Regions from separate parts of the Mus musculus genome. Here regions 1, 2, 4, 5, 6 and 7 are each linked to region 3. The links are chromatin contacts, called in public promoter capture Hi-C maps. All regions are on one chromosome and are shown on one strand. The core of a region is the stretch at or near the end of the contact, and the rest is flanking DNA. Distances in the headings are between cores, read along the strand shown.

What was found. Promoter capture Hi-C pulls out the DNA fragments that hold promoters and counts their contacts.
Region 1: a promoter capture Hi-C map of embryonic stem cells shows a contact between it and region 3, with 7 times the contacts expected there. The contact joins the promoter of Nxpe4 here to the promoter of Bud13 in region 3. A contact is called at or near these places in 10 of 39 promoter capture datasets (the 3T3-L1 cell line, 3T3-L1-derived adipocytes, cranial neural crest and 6 more).
Region 2: a contact with region 3 is called in a promoter capture Hi-C map of liver, with 2.8 times the contacts expected there. The contact joins the promoter of Nxpe2 here to the promoter of Bud13 in region 3. A contact is called at or near these places in 8 of 39 promoter capture datasets (the 3T3-L1 cell line, 3T3-L1-derived adipocytes, erythroid cells and 3 more) and 1 of 115 datasets of contacts at active chromatin or transcription factors (astrocytes).
Region 4: a contact with region 3 is called in a promoter capture Hi-C map of liver, with 2.6 times the contacts expected there. The contact joins the enhancer-like site here to the promoter of Bud13 in region 3. A contact is called at or near these places in 5 of 39 promoter capture datasets (the 3T3-L1 cell line, frontonasal cranial neural crest, hippocampal neurons and 1 more) and 1 of 115 datasets of contacts at active chromatin or transcription factors (embryonic forebrain).
Region 5: a promoter capture Hi-C map of liver shows a contact between it and region 3, with 8 times the contacts expected there. The contact joins the promoter of Zbtb16 here to the promoter of Bud13 in region 3. A contact is called at or near these places in 4 of 39 promoter capture datasets (the 3T3-L1 cell line, hippocampal neurons and liver) and 1 of 9 other capture datasets (liver).
Region 6: a contact with region 3 is called in a promoter capture Hi-C map of pre-B cells, with 5 times the contacts expected there. The contact joins the promoter of Zw10 here to the promoter of Bud13 in region 3. A contact is called at or near these places in 6 of 39 promoter capture datasets (the 3T3-L1 cell line, 3T3-L1-derived adipocytes, the C10 cell line and 3 more), 1 of 484 Hi-C or Micro-C datasets (B cells), 1 of 115 datasets of contacts at active chromatin or transcription factors (large pre-B cells) and 1 of 9 other capture datasets (liver).
Region 7: a contact with region 3 is called in a promoter capture Hi-C map of pre-B cells, with 6 times the contacts expected there. The contact joins the enhancer-like site here to the promoter of Bud13 in region 3. A contact is called at or near these places in 8 of 39 promoter capture datasets (the 3T3-L1 cell line, the C10 cell line, frontonasal cranial neural crest and 3 more), 1 of 484 Hi-C or Micro-C datasets (B cells), 2 of 115 datasets of contacts at active chromatin or transcription factors (astrocytes and forebrain) and 2 of 9 other capture datasets (adipose tissue and macrophages).

What each region holds. Positions count from the first base shown.
Region 1 is chr9:48,360,692-48,363,459 of GRCm38.p6, reverse strand. Nxpe4 (neurexophilin and PC-esterase domain family, member 4) reads right to left here and starts at 1,419. Exons shown (of 9, transcript NM_172921.3): 1 at 1,285-1,419.
Region 2 is chr9:48,339,507-48,342,206 of GRCm38.p6, reverse strand. It overlaps Nxpe2 (neurexophilin and PC-esterase domain family, member 2), which reads left to right and starts at 1,309. Exons shown (of 6, transcript NM_030069.3): 1 at 1,309-1,635; 2 at 2,585-2,693. The coding sequence starts at 1,613. It also overlaps a transcript of Nxpe4 not described here.
Region 3 is chr9:46,281,704-46,284,548 of GRCm38.p6, reverse strand. Bud13 (BUD13 homolog) reads right to left here and starts at 1,537. Exons shown (of 10, transcript NM_146000.2): 1 at 1,376-1,537. The coding sequence starts at 1,518. It overlaps Zpr1 (ZPR1 zinc finger), which reads right to left. Exons shown (of 14, transcript NM_011752.2): 14 at 1,906-2,845.
Region 4 is chr9:48,647,639-48,650,655 of GRCm38.p6, reverse strand. No RefSeq gene overlaps it. Among named protein-coding and RNA genes, the nearest start is that of Gm32280, 21 kb to the left of the region's middle. Within about 2 kb of position 1,370, at least 101 of the 459 cell types and tissues checked have an H3K27ac peak or open chromatin away from gene starts, as enhancers often do. A contact at or near this core is called in liver, where this site is marked.
Region 5 is chr9:48,834,834-48,837,533 of GRCm38.p6, reverse strand. It overlaps Zbtb16 (zinc finger and BTB domain containing 16), which reads left to right and starts at 1,309. Exons shown (of 7, transcript NM_001364543.1): 1 at 1,309-1,480.
Region 6 is chr9:49,054,113-49,057,010 of GRCm38.p6, reverse strand. It overlaps Zw10 (zw10 kinetochore protein), which reads right to left and starts at 1,430. Exons shown (of 16, transcript NM_012039.2): 1 at 1,224-1,430. The coding sequence starts at 1,328.
Region 7 is chr9:48,560,325-48,563,192 of GRCm38.p6, reverse strand. It overlaps a transcript of Nnmt not described here. Among named protein-coding and RNA genes, the nearest start is that of Nnmt, 43 kb to the left of the region's middle. Within about 2 kb of position 1,597, at least 19 of the 459 cell types and tissues checked have an H3K27ac peak or open chromatin away from gene starts, as enhancers often do.

The DNA.
Region 1 (2,768 bases), core at 170-2,669, 2.1 Mb before region 3:
AACTGCAGTTTTCTAGGACTCTCCCCAGAAGTCCTGTCTGCAGGGAAAGGGCTTCTGCTAAACTCCTTGTGCAAACTTAGTGGTTTCTGGTTCTGCCTTGTCAGACTAATTCTATCCAAAACATCTCCAGAGCCACCTTATGTATCTTTCTTATAGAGATGGGTGGAGAGAGGGCTTCCTAGCACCCTCTTGAGATGAAACTTCAGAGTCACCAAAATGGCTTCCTTCTCTGACTAATACCCTCTCAGGAGACGAGTCTGTGCCCACACTTGAGACTGTTGTTATTTTCCCCTACTCTTCTCTGGGAAACACAGACTGCCACTTAGAAGGGTCTTTCTCCCAGCGCTGAAGCCGATATTAAAATCTCTTCAATAACATTTCCAATTCTGTGTCACTCCATCCCTTTTGTCCTGACATCCTTTCCAGTGTCCAAGCTGTGCATTGTAGTTTGGCCTAAGTCGGGGGCCCTGAGAATCTAGGGGAGTACCTCAGTGTGGGGTAGTGTGCAGCTGTGTTTCTGTTCCCCGACCACTGACAAAGCTACCTAAAGTTCCCACTCACTTGAAGGACCCCGGGGCTTTATGTTTTCTTTTCTCTTTTCTCTTTTCATTCTTTTTTTTTCTTTTAACCATTCCTATTTCTTTCATGTCTACTGCTCTGTTTAAGGCTGTTTATTTCTCCTTAAGTGAATTGCGGCACTGTCTATTATTTTTCAGAAAAACTTGTCTACTTGTTTAAATTTTGCTGGCTAATAAGTTTATCATGTTCTGCTCCCCCTCTCCTTCCCATACACCCCCTGTCTTCCAGTCCCACATCTTTCTTCTCCCCAACCAGTCTTAATGAGAATCACGTTTCAAGTGTTTCCAATGAACCAGATGCCAGCTTTGTCAACCACCTGCTCCATATACAAAACACATTTGGTCTTTGTTCCTGACTCCAGACACAGCATTCCTAAGGGTAAGACACGAGTGTCATCTGTCATTCATATGAAACTGTTTGGTCACATTTAAGCTCACACCGAGAGACTGACCTAGTATGGGGCCTCAACACTGCCAAAAACATGTTGAAAAGATAACAGCGCTCTGTCACGTTCCTCCAACAGTGAAATGCAGGAGCAAATGGGTTGGCTAAGGCCCCTGTGTTCTGGAAAGATAACATTTCTAGGAGAGTCTGGGGAGGTGTGGGTGACGCTCCGCCTAATCCCTTCCCCACTGTGTGACTGCATTTGCCTGTTCGCCTTTGCATCGTTTATAATAAACCAATAATAGTAACCCGGATGCTTACCCGAGTGCTGCTAGCTGTCCAGTGAAACCATCTCTCACTTCAAAGGGAACCTGAGAGCGTGTATGCTGGAGCCAATTCGGAATGGTGGTGACCCAGGGAGGCAGAGTCAGGTTGTCCTGAATAATGTGATCCAATGTGGGGAAGGTTTGTATAAAGCCTTTAATAGTTACAGAACAAGAACAAGCCACCAATCAGAGTGCTTTCAGGCACTCCATAGGCATGCTGGGTAGGAGGGTATCTGCAGACCTCAAAACACTCCTTTTGCATTTTCAGATGCCACGTGATAAGACATTCTCAGTTTTAGATGATAGAAGCCAGTGATCTGCTAAGTTAATACATTCCAGAGAATTTTGACCTGATAATTAGATCATTAAGTCAGAGATGGGTGGGCAAAGGGACAAGCTGGTCTAAGATAATTTTGGCTCTGGATCTGCAACATTCCAACTTGTAACAAAAGTGGAAGTTCTAATCAGTCAATCGGTCTGGAGGAGTCTTTATATGGAGATGTGACTTTTCCCCACCTGGAAGCTTCAGTTGACACAAAGACGAAGAGAGGGAGTCTGGATCGCTCAGTGTCCAGCAGTTAATCCACACGGAATGGCTGTGTGCATTCGCAACCGTGGTGAAAAGTGTTGGCCGCCTTGTGACACGGAATCCTTACCTGGGACAAGGCTAGGGTAGAGTGTCCAGGCTGATCGTCAGAGTCTCAGTTCAGTGGTACTTCATGTTTCTGAGCTACCTTCAGGCTGCTGGGTGAAGGACGTTGGGTGTCAGAAGCAAACCCACACTCTGTTCCATTTTGGCTTTTTTTTAATTAGGTATTTTCTTCATTTACATTTCCAACGCTATCCCAAAAGTCCCCCATACCCTCCCCACTCCCCTACCCACCCACTCCCACTTCTTGGCCCTGGTATTCCCCTGTACTGAGGCATATAAAGTTTGCAAGACCAATGGGCCTCTCTTTCCACTGATGGCCGACTAGGACATCTTCTGATACATATGCAGCTAGAGACACGATGTCTTGCTGACTGGTTGGGGCTGTCTGTGTTTGGATCCTTTCTCCCCTACCACCTCTCTCTTTTCTTTCATGGTTGACATAGGGTCTCATGTGTGGGTGTTTTGCCTGCATGCATGACAGTGTACCACGTGCATGCAGTCCCCATGGAAGCCAGAAGAGGGTGTGGGAACCTCTGAGAATGGAGGTAAAGGTGACTGTGAGCTGCCCTGTGGGTGCTGGAATCAAACCTGTGTCCTCTGGAAGAGCAGCCAGCACTGTTAGACACGGAGCCATCTCCCAGAACCTATTCAATTTTTACAAGGATTTTTTGGAGAACTGTATACATTTCCACCTCTTCTGTTTTTCCCTTCCAACTCCTCCCATGTCTCCCGGTTCCCTCTCCTACACGTGACCTCTTATTTAATTATTGTTTTTCACACACACACACACACACACACACACACACACACACACACACAGACATATA
Region 2 (2,700 bases), core at 60-2,559, 2.1 Mb before region 3:
GATGATTTGGTCATATGGTACCACCACTGGGAGCTGTACTACAGAGTTCATTCACCCTGAAACCTTGAGAATAGGTCTTATCACATCAATAAAATGTAACTGAGAAATGTTCTTATCATATTAATAAAATGAACTATGAGACTGTCTTAATTTTACTTTAGTGTTTATTTAGTCATATATATATATGCATATATATCATGGCATCATTTTGTACAATGTAAATATATAATCTTTGTCAACTGTACTGTAATGAGGCTGGCAAAAAGAGCCCTGTGGCTGCTACCATATAGCTATCCTTCACTTAAACGTGATTGATGTTCTGAGAAGCATGTGACTGTCACGTGTGAACATCATAGTATGTTCACAGGAAGACAGGCACAACCTCATCAGATGATATAGTCTTATGATTGGAAGCTGTTGACTGGAGTGGCAGTGTAAGGTGGTGTTTGGCTGTAGTTCCCATACTTCATAAAGCACATGACAGTGGATGAGAACATGGATGGGGAGGGTTGACAGGATCGACAGCTTTTCTTCATTTCCCCAAATTATCTTCTAAACCTCTATGCATGTTTTGAGTGTGCTGTGATCATAGCCACTGATGCATATACGGTCACACGGTCACGTGCCTAGAAGAACTGGCATAGTTGTAAATGAACACATGCTATATGCATTTATATTTATATGTATATGTTCGATACATGCAGGCATGTATATAACTGTATCTAGATCTGTATCTTTATACAAAGAGATTTATATGTGGATCATCCTCTTAAAGAGCATAGATTGTATCCACATTTGGTCCCATGTCCTGTGGTGGTACAATGTCCCCTGACAGGTAGCTCTCTCTGTGGCTGCTTAGCATTCCTGGGGTCGTGTCACCTCTGCCTGCCACAGTTGTCACATCACACAGGTTATGGTGAGATTGGGATCTGTGGACGCTCTACTTGTGGCCTCAGATTTTATTGAAATTGTTGGAATGTTTGAGGCATCTATAAAAGTTTAGAAGGAAGAAGCTTACAAAGAAAGTTCTTGAAATCCTGCCAGGAATGAGATGCATAACTCCGAAGCAGTCCTGTGGTCCAGGGCTTGCTTTGTTTTCTTCCCAGTAGTTTGGATACTTTTGCTGTCTTGGAGGTAGGGACTACGGACTGACTGGACGGTTGGAACAAACCTGAGGAGAGGGTGGAGTGGTGGGGTAAGGGAGCACTATCATAAGCAGTGGTGGGGTGGGGTGGAGCACTATCATAAACAGCAGTGGGATGGGGTGAGGTGGAGCACTATCAGAAGCAGTGGTGGGTGGGGTGGTGGGGGGAACACTATCAGTCATAAGCATGGAAAGTCTGTCTGGAAGTGACGAAAAGCTGGCCCTCCATATCCTGCCATCACAACCTCTCTAAAAGCCAACTCCAGAGCTTCCTCCCGATTCGTGGTGAACAGGAACAGGCTACTAAGGTTGGCGATCTTTGCAATGGCACTGTGCCTACAAATCGAAGGTCAGCTTTTGATCTTTGAAGCTTTATATAGAAACTCCAACGCTGAAAGAAAGGTAAAGAGCCCATGCACCGAGGAGCCTCTCTAGATAGCTCTAAGTGCTGGAGGAGAGCATGAGACCATGAGGAGGATGCTTAGTCCTAGGTATGTACTTTCTGATCTTCCCGACTGGCTTCGCTACGGGGGCCAGCGGGAGGGCTTCTGACTAGCTGGGGCTTTGCTGCAGGGGATTGCAAAGTTATGTGAGACGGGCTTGAAAATACCTTAAAGTTGGAAAGAATGGCACGGGACCATGTAGAATAGCCAGGGAAAATTATTGCTTCATGTATAGTAGTAAGGACAAGTGTTGACTTATGCCAACTCTGTATGAATAATATGTGTATGTATGTGGAGATGTGTTGAGTGGAGGTCCTCCAGTCACTGTGAATCCAGAAAAACAAAAAACAAAACAACAGCAACAACAACAACAACAACAAAAAATCTTTTGAGGAAGAGGAACACTGTTGGAATTTAGTTCCTTTCTTTTATCGAGATTGTGAGTTTAAAAAAAAAGTCAGATGCAAACTTTGGCCATTCAACACTGAGTTTTTCTGAAACCGCTGTTATTTGGGAGAAATGGTTGATCAGCTATTGTGACATAAAAAGATATAACCTGGGGTGGAAGGAATCTGCTTTTTAAATGGAATAAATAAACGAGAGGTTGATTCCTGCACCAGGGAGACGCTCATCAGATGAGCAGGACCATGGGAGAATTTCAGGGAAGGAGATTTTCTGTGTAAATAATTGCGGCTTGATCTGACCGGCCACACAAAGTCCTGACTACAAGAAAAACTTCCAGATCTGTTCTGGCACATCCCAGAAATCTCTCCTGAGTCAGAAACCTGCAGTCTCCCAACCTCTTTTGTTCCCTTGCCTCAAGGAAAAGCTTCCTATCTGATTTTCAATAGTGACTTGGCAAAATCCCAAGAGATCCCACTCTGAAACAACAGAGGAGCACCGGAGGCTCTCAGTGGAGCCAGGCCGTTTTGTTTTTGTTTTTGTTTTTATTTTTTTCTCTTTAACCTGTGATGATTTCTCCTCTCCTCACTCCTAGGATACTGCTCTCTTCGCTTCCAAATGCCTCAGCTCAGAAACTGTTCCTGATAGTGTTAATTATCTTTGCTTTCTGGGTTGTCTTCATGACTTCAAAAGACCACACAGAGGTAAGAA
Region 3 (2,845 bases), core at 288-2,787:
GAGACAGGGTTTCTCTGTGTAGCCCTGGCTGTCCTGGAACTCACTTTGTAGACCAGGCTGGCCTCAAACTCAGAAATCCGCCTGCCTCTGCCTCCCGAGTGCTGGGATTAAAGGCGTGTGCCACCACGCCCGGCTGAGATGAACATCTCTTGCCCTGGACCACTCAGGCTATAAGTAGCACAGCTAGGATTCTAATTCTAATCAGTATTGCTCCAAAGCTTAAACTTTCCCCCTGCATGCCATTGCCCCTTCTTCCAGGGACATCAGCCACACTGAATTCAACACCACCTTAACTGAATATAGGCTCATCTTAACTGGTAACACCACAAAGATTCCATCTATAAATGAGGTCATGCTCAAGCTCTAATGAAGAGAAGTGTGGAAATGAGGGACTAATTCGACCCAGTTCAATGGACCATACGGTAATAATACTGTTAGACCATGATACTGCCCCACAGAGAGGGTGAGCCACACTTTGTATCCTATCTAGTACTCTCTTTAAGCTGATAAGCATTTAGTAGACCTGGGGGTGGAGTGTGAGAATGGAATTAGCCCCCAGAGTTTCAACTTTCTATCCAAAATAGCACCTTCAGTAAGCTGCTAAACTTAGGGCTGCTGCTCTAAAGCCTACAAATACAGACATTTCCTTTTGTTCTGTAGGTTGATGTTGGATATCCTAACCCAACCTTTCCAGATTCCAGTGGCCAAGTTACTAATGGACATTTCATCTGAACTCTGTCTCAGCACATCTCTTTGCAATCTGGAAGTATAGTGTTTAATATAAATGTCTGCTCCATTACAATGTTCTGAAAGCTATATGGTCAACTATTTTAGAAAGAGGCCAGGCACAGGATGTGAACTGTTCCCATTTTAGTTGTTACTGTTAGTAGTAGATGTGAGTAATAGGATATGGGTCTTTGATTCCAGATCAGTTCCTGGCACTTTGGAACCCTCAGAAAGAGATTTTTGGATCTAGAAAGAAAGAAAGAAAGAAAGAAAGAAAGAAAGAAGAGGGAAGAGAAAAAGAAGAAGGAAAGAAAGAGAAGGGAAGGGAGAAAGAGAGAAATAAAGTGAGAAAGAAAAAGGTTTGAATCAGCTTTGCTATTCTTGGACACGACTTTCAATCTGTACATGGAACGACGTAAGCTACAAACGCGGGGAGAAAGTGAGTTAAGTTCTAGCTGCCTTTAACACAAGGAAGGCGCTGCTCAGAGGATGAGGTCTGAGCTGCCAGTGGCAGCTACAATCCCGCCCCGGGGCAGTGGAGCGGGGCCTGAGCTCGGGCCGGGGTCGGCAGCACCGCGCGGGCCAGGACGAGGAAGAGCTGCGGCCGAGGGCGCCACCGGGCAGCGCGACACCTCACCAGTCCACTCACCCCTTGCCGCCAGCGCCTCCAGGCTTCGGCCGTTTTTTGCGCCGCTTGCGACCGGCCTCGGGACCTCCTTCCAAGCCAGCATCTGTCCCAGACAAGTAACGCTTCAGATACTCAGCTTTGGTGAGTGGCGGAGCTGCCGCCATGGCAGCGGCGAGGGCGGGGCAACAGCTCGGCGTGGGGGACAAAATTCTTCAACGCGAAACGGTAGGGGTGGAGCCAGAAGCGGAAGCTTTAGGACGGGGACTTTTTGAACTGCTGGACTTAAAGACTTGAGCCTTAAGAGGCTCCAGGGGAGAGTGCGTGCATCTCGGGCTGGCTGTGCTTTTCCTGAGACGACGAATCGGTGCAACAGCCTGCAGCCCACGCTGTCTCAGCTGAGAAGCCACAGGCCGATGTAACATGATCCTACCCTGGCAGCATCAGCGCCAGAGTAAGGAAGAACACCTGTATGAATGGTGGGACTTACCATAGCTGTACCACTAGGGGCACATTCTTGAGCAGCGTTTTAATAATGGACGCTGTACCAAACGTTTCAATTTCAATCACTTTTATTGCTATAAATACCTTTTGGTGGGAAGTCTGCTGGAAGAGGCTTCCGGGTACCATTTAGGGGAAGTCAAACTTGTGACTATAAAAGTTTGATAGGTTTTTATCAAACCTGTACTGACCTTCTCACCTTTGATATGTCTTTCTAAAAAATGATATAAACTCTTCCCAGTGAAATGGATTCGTGGTCAGTGTGGCAAAGAAACCAGGAAGATTCTGGAGTTTCTTCTATAAAGGGTTAAGTGTTTTATGACTTCTCACTTAACCCTCACAATTTTTTTTTCTTTCATCCAGCACCGAGGATTAAACCCAAGGCCTTTTGCACATGGTATGCAGGAGTTCTATAGAACTACATCCCCACTCTTTTGAATGTTGAAGATCTAAATTGCCTAAGCTGCCCCTGAATTTGTTAGCCTTCCTCCTCAGCCTCTCAAGTGGCTGGACACCATGACCTACCCTTCAGTTTTATTAGCCTCCTTTATAGATAATAAGAACTTTCGGGTAAGTACAGGAACCCACACATCTTCATACTGCCTGGCTCTAATTTTTGCTAGCAGAGGCCAAACAAGGATGGTGCTGGTTATCCAGTTTGAATTCGTTTTGTCTTGAATCAGGGTTTTTCTGTGTAGCCCAGGCTGTCCTGGAACTTCCTCTGTAGACCAAATCGGCTTCAAACTCATAGAACCACCTGCCTCTGCTGGGATTAAAGGTGTGTGCCACCCTGCTTTTCCAGACTGCTTTAAGCTGCATGAGAACAGCTAGACTCCACACAGGTGTACCTGGCTCAGAGCAGACAGGATGGCCTATTGGAGTGAATCAAATGCTGCCTCTACAGCAGCCACCTCAAGAAAGATTTGCTTAGGAAACTAAACTGGTTTTTCCTTCCTCATTTCTTTTCATGAAGACGGACTCTCACTGCATGGC
Region 4 (3,017 bases), core at 121-2,620, 2.4 Mb before region 3:
GGGGGTCTAACCCTGACCAGATCAGATGCCAAAGGATGCCTGCTTTTCCCAGGCTTGAGGTACGATAGCCCTCTGTCTTCTTCACGGGGAAGCAAGCTTCGGAGTTGTCTCAACACAGAGCTTTCACCAGAAGGTTCTGTGGCAGTCATGACCTGTTGCATAGCTAGAGGTTTTCACTCAGTGGTATAGCACCTGCCTGACCTACAACGCCTGAGGCTCCATCTGGTCCCCGGCTGCAGGGGAGAGCACCACCTGGCTCATCTTCAGCACTAACTGCAGCTCTGCTCAGGCCCTGGATGCACAGCCTGATAACATCTCTGCCTTTCTTCTCCAGCGTCATGTCTTCCCACTAGACCCAAGTCACGGCCTCCATAGTGGGTCACTAACAGCGCTAAAACAGTGTAGCCTGAGTTCCTGCACTTCCACTGACACACGTGTGTGTGCATGCGTGTGTGTGTGTGTGTGTGTGTGTGTGTGTGTGTGTGTGTGTGTGTGTGTGTTTCCAGTTTTTATTCTCCAGGTCCTGGGTCTGTTGGCCTTCGGGTTGTTGAGCTGAGAGACTCTGAAGTCACACTAACCCTAACAACCCTCCCAGGAAGAGGCCCAGCCCATGGCAGGAAGCCTTCCATTCTTCCGAGCCCTAGGTCCTCTGTTGGTCCTCCTTTCCCGTCTCTTTCTCCTCATCTTGCACCCAGGTTTGCATCTCTCTTTGTCACTCCTCCGTTTTCTCCCCCATTACTCACTCTCATTTCTGGGATATTTCTTTTGCCCTGTACCTCACTACCACGTCACGTGTCCCTGCTTCTTAAAAACAAAAACAAAAACAAAAACAGTCCTTGGCCAAAGATGTATACGTTTTGATTGGGATCTGCTCCCCTCAAGCCTTGCCCCTCAAGCCAGCCCCCGCCCCGCCCTCTCTGCACTCCGTCCCTCCCCCTCTGCACCCCACCCCTTCCTCAGGCCTCAGCTTTCTCTTGACAGATGGGAGGGCAGTGGGCACTCCCTCTTTAAAACAACATTTAATCGCCGTTTTCTGTTCTTGGACATCAAAGCTGGGGCTTAGGCACTGCACTGGGGTCCCGGCGGCGCGGGCTCTTGGGGAGAGGAGGTGAGTGAATAGGAGCTGGCTGAATGGGCTTTGTGTGACCGCCGGGGTCTGCCTGCTTTACATGCTCTTTGACCCAGATATGATCTCATGGAGAGAAAGGGGCCCCGGCCAGGCCAGCCTGAGAACGCTCCTCCGAGGCCTGCTGCAGCCCCTCCTCCCTCCCTGGGCAGCGGGCCGCAGCTGCCCTCTGCCCCAGCCCGCAGCATGGGGAACTGCCTCTAGGGCAGGCCCCGCCAGGGGTGGGGGTGGGGCGGGGCACGAGGCTGAGGTCAGAAGAGGGGACAGGCAGCTGGACTGGAAAGATAGAGTCCAGGTTGGGTGGATGGGGATCATCCCACTTGTGCTCTTGGCTTGGTTGGCTGGGAGCCTCCTCTACTCACTACTTCCCTGCGGTCCCTTCCTGTCCAGTGCTCTCTGTCACTACTGCCGAGGTTCTGGTACACCCTTGATTGGCTCTCTTTTTAGTGGCTCTGGATGTCACTCAGGGAGCAGAGTTGAAGCCCAGAATTAACAGAAGTCTGCACAAGACCCACAAGAGTGTAGCTGATCAAACAAAGAAGAGTGAATCTAAGGACTGCTCCATCCTGCCAGCACCTCCTCTCCCTCCACCCACAGCCACAGTGCCTTCCGCCTAGCTGCCAGCAGAGTCCCTCTCGCCCCAGCATCCATCCATCCTTTACTCTTCCATCCTGCAGAGAATATATCCCCCCACCGCTCCCCCTCTACAGACAACTTATCACGTTTTTGAAAACTCCTTAATCACTCCTAGGATAGGTCCAAACTCCCCATGGGACCTCAATGGTAGTCCCTGCTTGACACCCCAATCTGTTCTTTAGATCCACCCCTACCTTGCTAGAGTCAATTTGATCACCAGGATGGTTTTAGAGACTTAGGGTCCTGTGCTCTGCGGCCTGTGTCACCCTGTTTCACCAGCTGAACAGAGCACAACGCAAGCTTCCTGGTCCTCTCAGCTTTCCCCGGGGTCTTGCTTCATCTCAAATGCTACCTTTCTCAGGAGACCTTCCCTAGATGCCTGAGACTGTATCGGGTGCCCTGCTATGCAGACCCTGCAACCCGCCATTTGTCACAGTGCATTACTGTCATCTAAGCTCTCCGGTGTTCCCTTCACCAGACATCGAGTTCCTTGAGGTTAGGAACCGTGTGTTCTATATCTTGGTGTTCCTAGAGCCTAACATTGCACTTGGCAGGTGCCCAATAAATCTTTGCTGAATACATGGAAGGAAAATAGAGGGAAGAAGAGAGGCAATTCGCTCACTGAAACTGAGGATGCAGTCGCCAAGGGTGAGGAAATGGAGCTAAATAGGAAGACGCCCCTCACATGCCCACCTAGGCATCTCCCCATGACATCAAGAACTGGTATCCATGCTGCAGGTAGAGTAGCTCAGTGTGGGCTCTTGCGCCTGTATTTGTTCCTAAGGTCACCTTAAAGGAAGAAGGCGTGACAGGCTCAGGACAGTGGCATTTTATAGCTGGGGACTACCTGGCTTGGTCCAGTCTAGGGTGAGCTGTTTCCACACAGACCGGAAGGCTTTGCCCCACCGGGAGGCCCTAGCTCTCTCTGTGCTCCCAGACCCAGAGCTACAGCTCTTTGGCCACTCCTTACCCGGAGTGCTGGCGGACTGACTCCCCTAGGCTGCTTTCTTTGCACCCCAGGGGTGCCTCAGTGAAAGTGAACTCTCTCATTTAAACCTGACTCTGCAGCCCTGCGGCCCCCTGCAGAGCTAATTACCCTGTAGTTCCAAACTGATTGCTGTACACTCAGCTTAAGCCCTCCTTTATTTATTTACTGACTACATTAATAGCAAAGCCCAGTGGCTTTCAGCTGCTCCTTGTTACACACCTCTGGCTGTTCTCTGTTGCCCAGCTTCTCTCAGCCTGACATAGAGCC
Region 5 (2,700 bases), core at 60-2,559, 2.6 Mb before region 3:
TACGATTCTGTGGGTCCTGTGGGAGATCCGCGGTAAGCCAAGAACACAGCACCCCTAAACTGAAGCCTGGAACTAATACCTTAGGACTGGAGGGTGGGGCTGTGTGGGTGACTTTTCTGAGACCCCTGGGTGGCGCTCTCCACCACACCCCCAATAACACTGCGCTGGGGCTTTGGCCGGAGGCCAGTGCTCAGAAAAGAACCCTCCAACCTCAATTCCCTGCCTAGCTTCGTGTGCAAAGGAGGAGACGGTGCTTTCCGCGGGTAGAAGGAATATTTTTTTTCCTTTGGTCTTTCTACCCTACGGTTTGTCATCTCAAGTACGCCCTTTAAAATGGTCCAGCCGCTGAGGGAAGAAAGTACTCTGGAGCGGCCCAGCGCTCTTCCAAGCTTCCAGTAGCTCCTGAAGGCAGAGCTGAGTTAGGCGCAGAATCTTCAGAACTTTCCATCCAGGTTCCTGGGGCCGGGGAAGATGGGGGGGGGCGTGCGGGCGGGGAGGATGCCCGAGATTAGGAGTGAGAAAGTATTACTACTCAGGCCTTCGCATCTCAGTGTGCAACAATCTAGATAGCAAAATCGAGGTGCTGCCTCCTACCAGATTTCTACTGGCCCCTTTAGATTTATCTGGCCAAATCCGGCGAACTCCTGTGGTCAGGCATCAGAGGCCTGGTTTGGGACTTGGGAAACGACCCATTTAAAGCTAGGGTAAGGGAGGATGCGATCCGAATCCTGAGAAAAAGTGAAAAGCTAGAAGCCACACACTGAACTGGTGCAAATAATAAAAAACGGGACAAAACTGCGCTCTTGAGTACTGGAGTTGGGGGAGTTAGGGGCGCGGGATACACCGCATGCCCAGTGGAAATGAAAAAACCTGGGGCTAAAGTGGGAACCGCTTCTCCCACTCATCCTTCTGACCCCTTGGGGACTGCCAGGTCCTCTGCGGCTCCTCTTCCTTTGCAACCTTTTGCCCTCTCCACCTAGCCAACGAGCAGCAGCCGCTGCCGCCGGGGCAGCAGCTAGATGTCAGGAGAAGCCCGGAGCGCCGAGCGCTGGGAAGGGAGGGGAGCGCCCGGGAAGGGAGGGCAGGGCTGGGAGAGCGCACGGGCTCTGCCAGGGCGGGGGTGGGGCGGGGTGGGCGGGCCAGGACCGGCCAGGGGGAGGGGAGGGGGCAGCTGTGGGCAGGGAGCCGGGCTCGGCCGCCAGCACTAAAGATGGAGAGGCGCCGGGGCCTCGCAGGGGAGGGGGCTCGGCGTTGACGTGGGACGCGGCGGAGGCGCCGCAGCCGGTGGTGATTTGCTAACCTAGCGGCAGAGAGGAGTTAAGGGTGACGAGAGCGGGTACTGCGAACTGCCGGGCGATGCCGCCGCTGCCGCCGTGAGATCCGGAGCAACAGTTCCCCAGCAACACCCCTTCCCCGATCCAGGCACACCCCTAACCCCCCAGGCACGCACACCCACCCCAAGCTCCAGGCTCCGTAAGCGGTAAGTGTATGTGTGTAGGAAACCCGGGAAGGACTCGCACCGCCCAGCGACCGCCTCCCGCCAGGGCGCCCTGGGGCGGGAGAGGTTTAGGCGGGTGGTGCTAGCTTTGGCCACTCGGCCGCTGGGCTCGTGCGGGGTTCTCTGGTTGCTGCTGCAGCAGCGATCGCCAGTGCCCGTTGGGGGTCAGCTAGAAAGCGGCGCTGAGGCTGTCAGCTTGGGCACAGCTGCCTCACCAACCTTTCTTCTCCGGGCACGGTCCGGTCCGGGTGAGAGGTGGCAGGCCGGGAGGTCTGCCAGGGCTGCGGGCGCGTGTAGTCGGGGACTGGGTGTCTTTGTACAGGCAAGGGCTGGCGGAGGAGCAGAGAGCCTGTGGGTGCTCATATGTATGCGGACCGGTGCGCTTGGCGTGAGATAGGATTGTGTCTTATTTATTTGTGTTTATTCGCTGGCGAGCTGGGGAGCTAGACCCGGAGGAAGCAAGGAGTGAACCTGGGGGTCGGGTGGGAGGGGACTGGTATCCGATCGGGTTTTGTTTTCTTTAGAGAAAACGTGGTGGGATTTTTTTCTTCTTTTTTTGATTGGACTTGATGCCCTCTTTTAAGGAGAGAGGGACGCTTCGGAGAGACTCTGGCGCTCCGAGTCCTCCTCGGCTCTCGGTGGGAACGGCCGGTGGAGCGGGAGCTCGCTGTGCGCTCCCGGCCGCGCACGGTGGGTTCCCGGCTCTGCACCTGATGCATTCGGGATGTCTTTCCCACCCTGGCGCGCTGCAAGCTTGCCCAGCCCCTCGCACGCTCCCGCACGCGCTCGAAATGCGCACGATCCTGCCAGCCTGCGGACCCCACCGGAATGCACAGGAGCGCACCGCTGCAACCAGCTCGCCTCCTCCCCGCCACGCTCCCAGCGTGTTTGACTCGGGCACGCCGGCAGCTGGTGCGGGAGGCCGGGGACCCTGCTGGTGACTTCCCGGGGATCGTGATCTTGGGTGGAAGGTGGAGGACCCAGAGATCTCTTCTCATTTGGCCTCCCACCACTCGCCTCCAGGCTTTTGTGCATCCTTTTCTCCCCTGGGGGGGTTGCGCTGCCGGGCCGGCCTAGCAGCGGCGTCCAGCCCGCTCGGACCTTCTCCTTTCCCCAGGCTCTTTCGCTTTCCCCCTTTCTTAGTTCTGTTCCCTTTCTTCCAGGCACCTGACTCCTGGGGAAAAGTTGCTTTCCCAAGTTTG
Region 6 (2,898 bases), core at 181-2,680, 2.8 Mb before region 3:
GTAAATTATGCTTGCCCATAAACTAATTCCTTTTATGTAGGAAAGATACTATTCTCCAAACTGGCCAAAAAACGGGGCTGAAGTGTAATACTTCAGCAGTTACAAAGCATCCCAGTACAAAAGAGAAGACTCAGGAGAAAAGTCAGGCATTTGTTTTATGCAGGAGGCTACAACTGAGATGGAAGAGGTGTGTGTGTGTGTATGTGTGTGTGTGTGTGTGTGTGTAGAAATACATTTAAAGTGGTAAAAAGCTGGAGGTGCAAGGACTATGCCTGCTTGAGGCACAGAAAGTAGTTCTCAGTTGACTGAAGATTCAAACTTATGTATGAAACAAATACTAGTGCAATGTCCTCATCCTAGATCATTAAAAAACAAAAAACCGTAAGCCACACTACAGAAATGCCAGTGGCATGAATACATAAAATTAAGAACTCTAACATCAAAAATTGTTAGGAGCGGGTGGGATGGTGGAGACCTTCCATTTCAGCACTCGGGAGGCAGAGGCAGGCGAATTTCTGTGAGTTCGACACCAGCCAGTTCTACAAAGCTTGAATCCAGGACAACGAGGGCTATTACACGGAGAAACCCTGTCTAGGAAAAAAAAAAGAAAAGAAAAGAAAGAAAGAAAAAAAGAAGAAGAAGAAAGTTGTTAGGTAGCGCCTACCAAGTCCAGACTTAGTGAGGTACACGTCATTTTCAAAGAAAGCCACTGAAGACCTGGCTTGCCAGGTAGCACTAATACGAAGTAAAACTATGGCTGTGAGTTGCATATTCATGCCGGTACCAGCTCATCAGCCCTCAGCATGCCTCAAGTTCCGTGCGTGAAGTAATACTTTTATAAACATATTCAACCAGTTAAAAGAAAATCCGAGGAGAACGACGCGACTTTCCTAGAATTATTACATCCATCCATAAATGAAGGAGTGGGTAGAGATGACAGATAGGGCGGCTGTCCTGTCCTAAGTGGACATCCGGGCTTCCAGTCCCACCTCCGGCTCCGCAGGTTTCTTCAGTCTTCTCCATCAGCGGCTCACTTTTGCCCAACTTGGCCCCACTCCCCACCACTAAACAGCCACGGCCTTTCCTCCTCACAATCCCAGGCCCTGGTCTCCAACCGCTCTGCGGCCGTGCTCCAAACAGCCCCCCAACACTTCTGAGCCTCCAACTCAGGAGGCTCCGCACCCGGCTCTCCCCAGCGGCAGCAGCCTGTGGCCCGCCCTCACCTTGATCTCCTCCACCCGCCGGGTCAGGCGGCTGATCCTGGTGCCCAGATCCTCCTTCTCCAGGCTCCCCGAGTGGGCCAAGACTTCTGTCACGAAAGAGGCCATCGCCACGAAGCGTACCCACACAAACAGGATAGGTCAACCCCGCTGCCAGCGCCGCAGCTCCGGTCCCGCCAGCGGCCTCACCGCAGGGCCTGCCGGGAAACTGAGTTCTACGGGGTCCGGCGCTCGCGCACAGGAGAGGGTCACACTACAGTTCCCAGGAGGCCTCGCGCCGTCAGGCGTCCGCTGTTTCAGTGGCGTCTAGAAGGCACCAAAGTGCGCAGGCGTCATCTGCTCCCTACAGGTTTTCAAACGCCAGTCTGTTCCCGCCGGTTTTTTTCTTCTTGTATTTTGGGTAGGGTTGGGTTGGTTTCGCTAGAAACTGCGGAATGTTTCAGGTAATAATCCTTTATGGCCCTCCCTATACTCAGTAATCTCAGGTTTTCCTGTGAGATTATCTAGCTCGATACTTACAGAATCATCTCGATCTTTTTTGTTATTCATTCATTGGGCTCAGCAGCTAAGTCTACCCGAATTTTGCCCTCTGGAATTGTGCGAGAGAGTGACATAAGTGAAAGGATCCCCACAATTGCACCTTTCTAATAGTGTTTGTTAATAGTGCCTCATATTAAGTATATTGATACATGGATATGGTACAAATTTATACTTAGTGTAACGGTCCTGTAAGTGCTACAGACATTCTTTTATAAAACCTTCTTTCTAAGATACGTATGAATGTTTTGGCTGTGTCCATGGAAGTCAGAAGCAGGCAAGTAAGTCCAGTCCCTGAAACTGGACTTACAGATGACATGAGCCACCATGTGGATGCTGGGAATTGAGTCCTGGTCCTGAGTAAGGGCAACGAGTGCTTCTAGCCACCGGGCAATCCCCTAGAACAAGATTCTTATCACTTCCTATCAGAGATTACAAATAAATTTCACCAAAGGCTTTTTATCGTTGTTTAATTTTAAAGTTTTCAGTGATTTTTTTGGCTCTGTTTTGAGACGTGGTTTCTGTAGCCCTGGAAGGCATCAAATTCATAGCTATCTTCCTGCCTCAGCCTCCTGTATACAGGAATTATACACTTATTCCACTATGTCCAGCTAGCCATAGCTTTTTAGAACTATTTCATTGTTGAAGGTCAAAAGAGTGTTCCGCGAAGATGAGATCACTCGTTCACTTTGCAAAACAGGCTGACCTGAAAGACAGCCACTGGGCATTATTACCAACGTGACACTCTTTGTAGGAGAGGGATGCGTGCTGTAAGAGCATCCTTGTCCCCTTTATACACTTTTTGTTACTTGACCAGCAGAGCAAGCAAGTGTTTTACATAGCCAAATGGAATGCCATTAGTGCAGCAATACCATAAAGTATAAAATTAACAGAGACAAGGGTGCAGATACAGGTAATTCAATCAGTAGGGATTTAGAACAGATGTTATCTGTCTCCAGCATCCTTCCTGGAGCAGGCAATAAAACCAATAAACAAGATGTTTATTATACAAATGTCATCTTTTCTCTTGCTAATTTACCCTTTGTCCTTTTTTATCGTTGATGGCAGGGAAAATTCTTGCACTGAGAGCTTGACCTTTAACATTCTTCAACTGAGAGATCACTTAGTAGTTAAGAGAACT
Region 7 (2,868 bases), core at 348-2,847, 2.3 Mb before region 3:
GAAATACACTCAAGGCTGGCGTGATAATGACTTGCAGCCCTCCCATTATCTGTCTCTTGGATCTTTGTTCCATCTTTCTTATAACCAGGGTCATTCCCCCCTCAGAGGAATTTGATTTTGGACCAGCAGGGCAGGTATGCACAAGGCAGGGGATGAACTACTACTGCTTAGTTATAAGATGGTTGTACTACCCATGAGGTAAGATAGTGCTATCAGGAAGTAGAATTTGACTAATTGAATATGCACATTGCAAACTCTAATGTGATGACTGAGTATAACTGATATACAAAAAGGAAATGAAAAAATGGAATAATATCAAGTGATCAGGCAAGCCCAGAAAAGGCAGAATACAAGGGAACAAAGAACAAGGGTAATGAATAAGAAATACTAACAAATCAACAAAACAATACAACAATATCAACAATCATCGTGAATGCCGGCAGTCCAAATGCACCCATCAAAGGACAATTAAGAATCTGTATTCAAGGATCAATAAGAGAAAACAAGCTATATGCTCTCTGTAACAAACCCACTTTAATCATAAAGTCACACAGAGAAGAAAAGGAAATGGGTGGAGAATGATGTTAAAACCAACCGCAACAAAGTACAACAGTGCTGACTTCAGAAGGTAAGCAGTGAGGCCGAGTAATGCAAAGATGAGCTGAAGTTCTCAGTTCTTGAATATAACTGTTCTTGACGCTTGTGCACCTGAAAACAGAACATCAAAATACATGTATGAAATGAAAGGAGGAGCTGGAGAGATAGCCAAGCTGTTCAGTGTTCTTGCTGCTCTTGTAGAGGACCTGAGTTCAGTTCCCATTGCCCACATCTGCAGGCTCACAGGGACAACTCTTGGTCTTGGTCCAACTCTTGGTCCTGGTCTACATTCTTCTCAAAGTCACATGGAGTATTTATTTAGACAGGGACTATACTCATCCAGAAAATGCACTTTAGCAAATATAGGAGAATCTGAATTCCACAATCTCAGCTTTTAGACCACAATGAACTTAAACTAGCAATCAAGAAAAGAAAAACAGCTGGAAAATCCCAAAGTTAAAAACACAAAGTTCCATGACTTACTCTCAAGAGAATTTTTAAAAAATCAAACTGAATGAAAATATAACCTACCAACTTACATGGGATGCATCAAGAACAGTACTAAGAGGAAGATCTGTGTTAGGGAAAACTGGGGTGGTAATCTAAATCCTACAATTAAGCTTTTGCCTCTGGAAACTAGGAAAAGAGAAAAATAAATTCAAAGTAGGTAGAACAAAAGTAAAAAAAAAATGATAGCACCATTAACAAGAACTATCATGGGCCACTGCCTACAAACATGATGACCAAGAGGACACTGACTCATTCCTTAGAAACCAGTCTGTCAAGATTCACTCAAGAAAAAAAATGGACACTCTGAAATGGGCTCATATCTACAAAGGAAATTTAATCAATAGACAACAGACTATGTTACGAAAGAGTCCATTGGTGAATTCTACCAAATTTAAAGAGGAAATTTTACCAAATGTCCTAAATACTTTCCCAGAAGCCAGAAGCAGAGGGGAAAGTTCCTCATGTGCTCTATCATCCATCATCACCTTAGTAGCAGAGCCAGACAAAGGCCTTACACAAATATAAAACTATTAACCATGGTCAGCCATGGAAGACAGATGTAAAAACCACATTTTGAAAAACGAAAGCCAACAACAACAACAAAAAAAGATTATGTACCATGGCCAAATGAGATTTATCCCAGTTATGCAAAGCTGCTTCAACATTTATACATCAGTCCATCATATCAACAGGGGAAAGGGGAAAAGAGTCATATCACCATATTAATAGATTCATAGCAAATGGATAATGAGAAAAACTTTTAGCAGATAGGACTAGAGGAAAAGGTCTTTAACTTGATCCTGTCTATAAAAACCCTACAGATTAATATCTTACTTAATGGCGAGAAACTAGCCTTGTTCACACTACAGTGTGAATACCACGTAGGCATCCAAATGTGAAGAAAGCAGTCGTGATACAATTCCTTGGCTCTTTCTAAATGTAACCTGAAGTAGATCTCAGAGCAAATGTAAAACTACAATGCAACACAAGAGGAAGTCTGGGTGACCTTGAATTTGCCTTGACGGAAGTGACATAGAACGCACCGATGACGGGAGCAACCTGTGTGACCACTCCATTCATTTCGAGATCTCACATGGCTCTTTGTTCTTCTCTCTCCAAAGCATGGCAAACTCCATTCTCCTTTCTTGTGTATCCAGGGGCCTGGAAGTCCTGCCTATACCTTCTGCCCAGCAACTGGCCCATGGCTTTCTTTACTGATAAATCAAGAACAGATTGGGGAATAGGACTTTAGCATCAGAGCTGCACCCTACAATGGGGGACCCTTAGAACTCAACAAGAAGAAGCAACCCAATTAAAAATGAGCCAAGGGGCTTAAGCTGTCGATCCTCAAAGAGCACAGATGACAGCAAATAACTAGAAAGGATGCTCCACACTATGTCATTGGGAAATGAAAACTAGAACAGCAGTGAGCAGAGCCCAAATCCAGAACCTAGGACCCCACTGGCATACAAGGTGGATGGATGGCAGTGAGCATTCTCTGTCGGAGCTGGCAGGCATGAGAGGGCCAAGTCATTTACAAGAGAATCAGCAAGCTACAACTACTCTTAGCAGGTGAGTAGTGCCAGCAACTGCACTCTGGCCTTTACCCCATGAGGAAAACGAGTATCCATATAAAATTCTGCACATGGGTGTTTATGGCACTTTTTTTTTTTTATCATTTCCTACACTTGGAAGTAACCAGGGTATTCCTCAGTAGATCACTAGATAAAGACATTTTAGTATTTCTGGGTAATGGGGGAA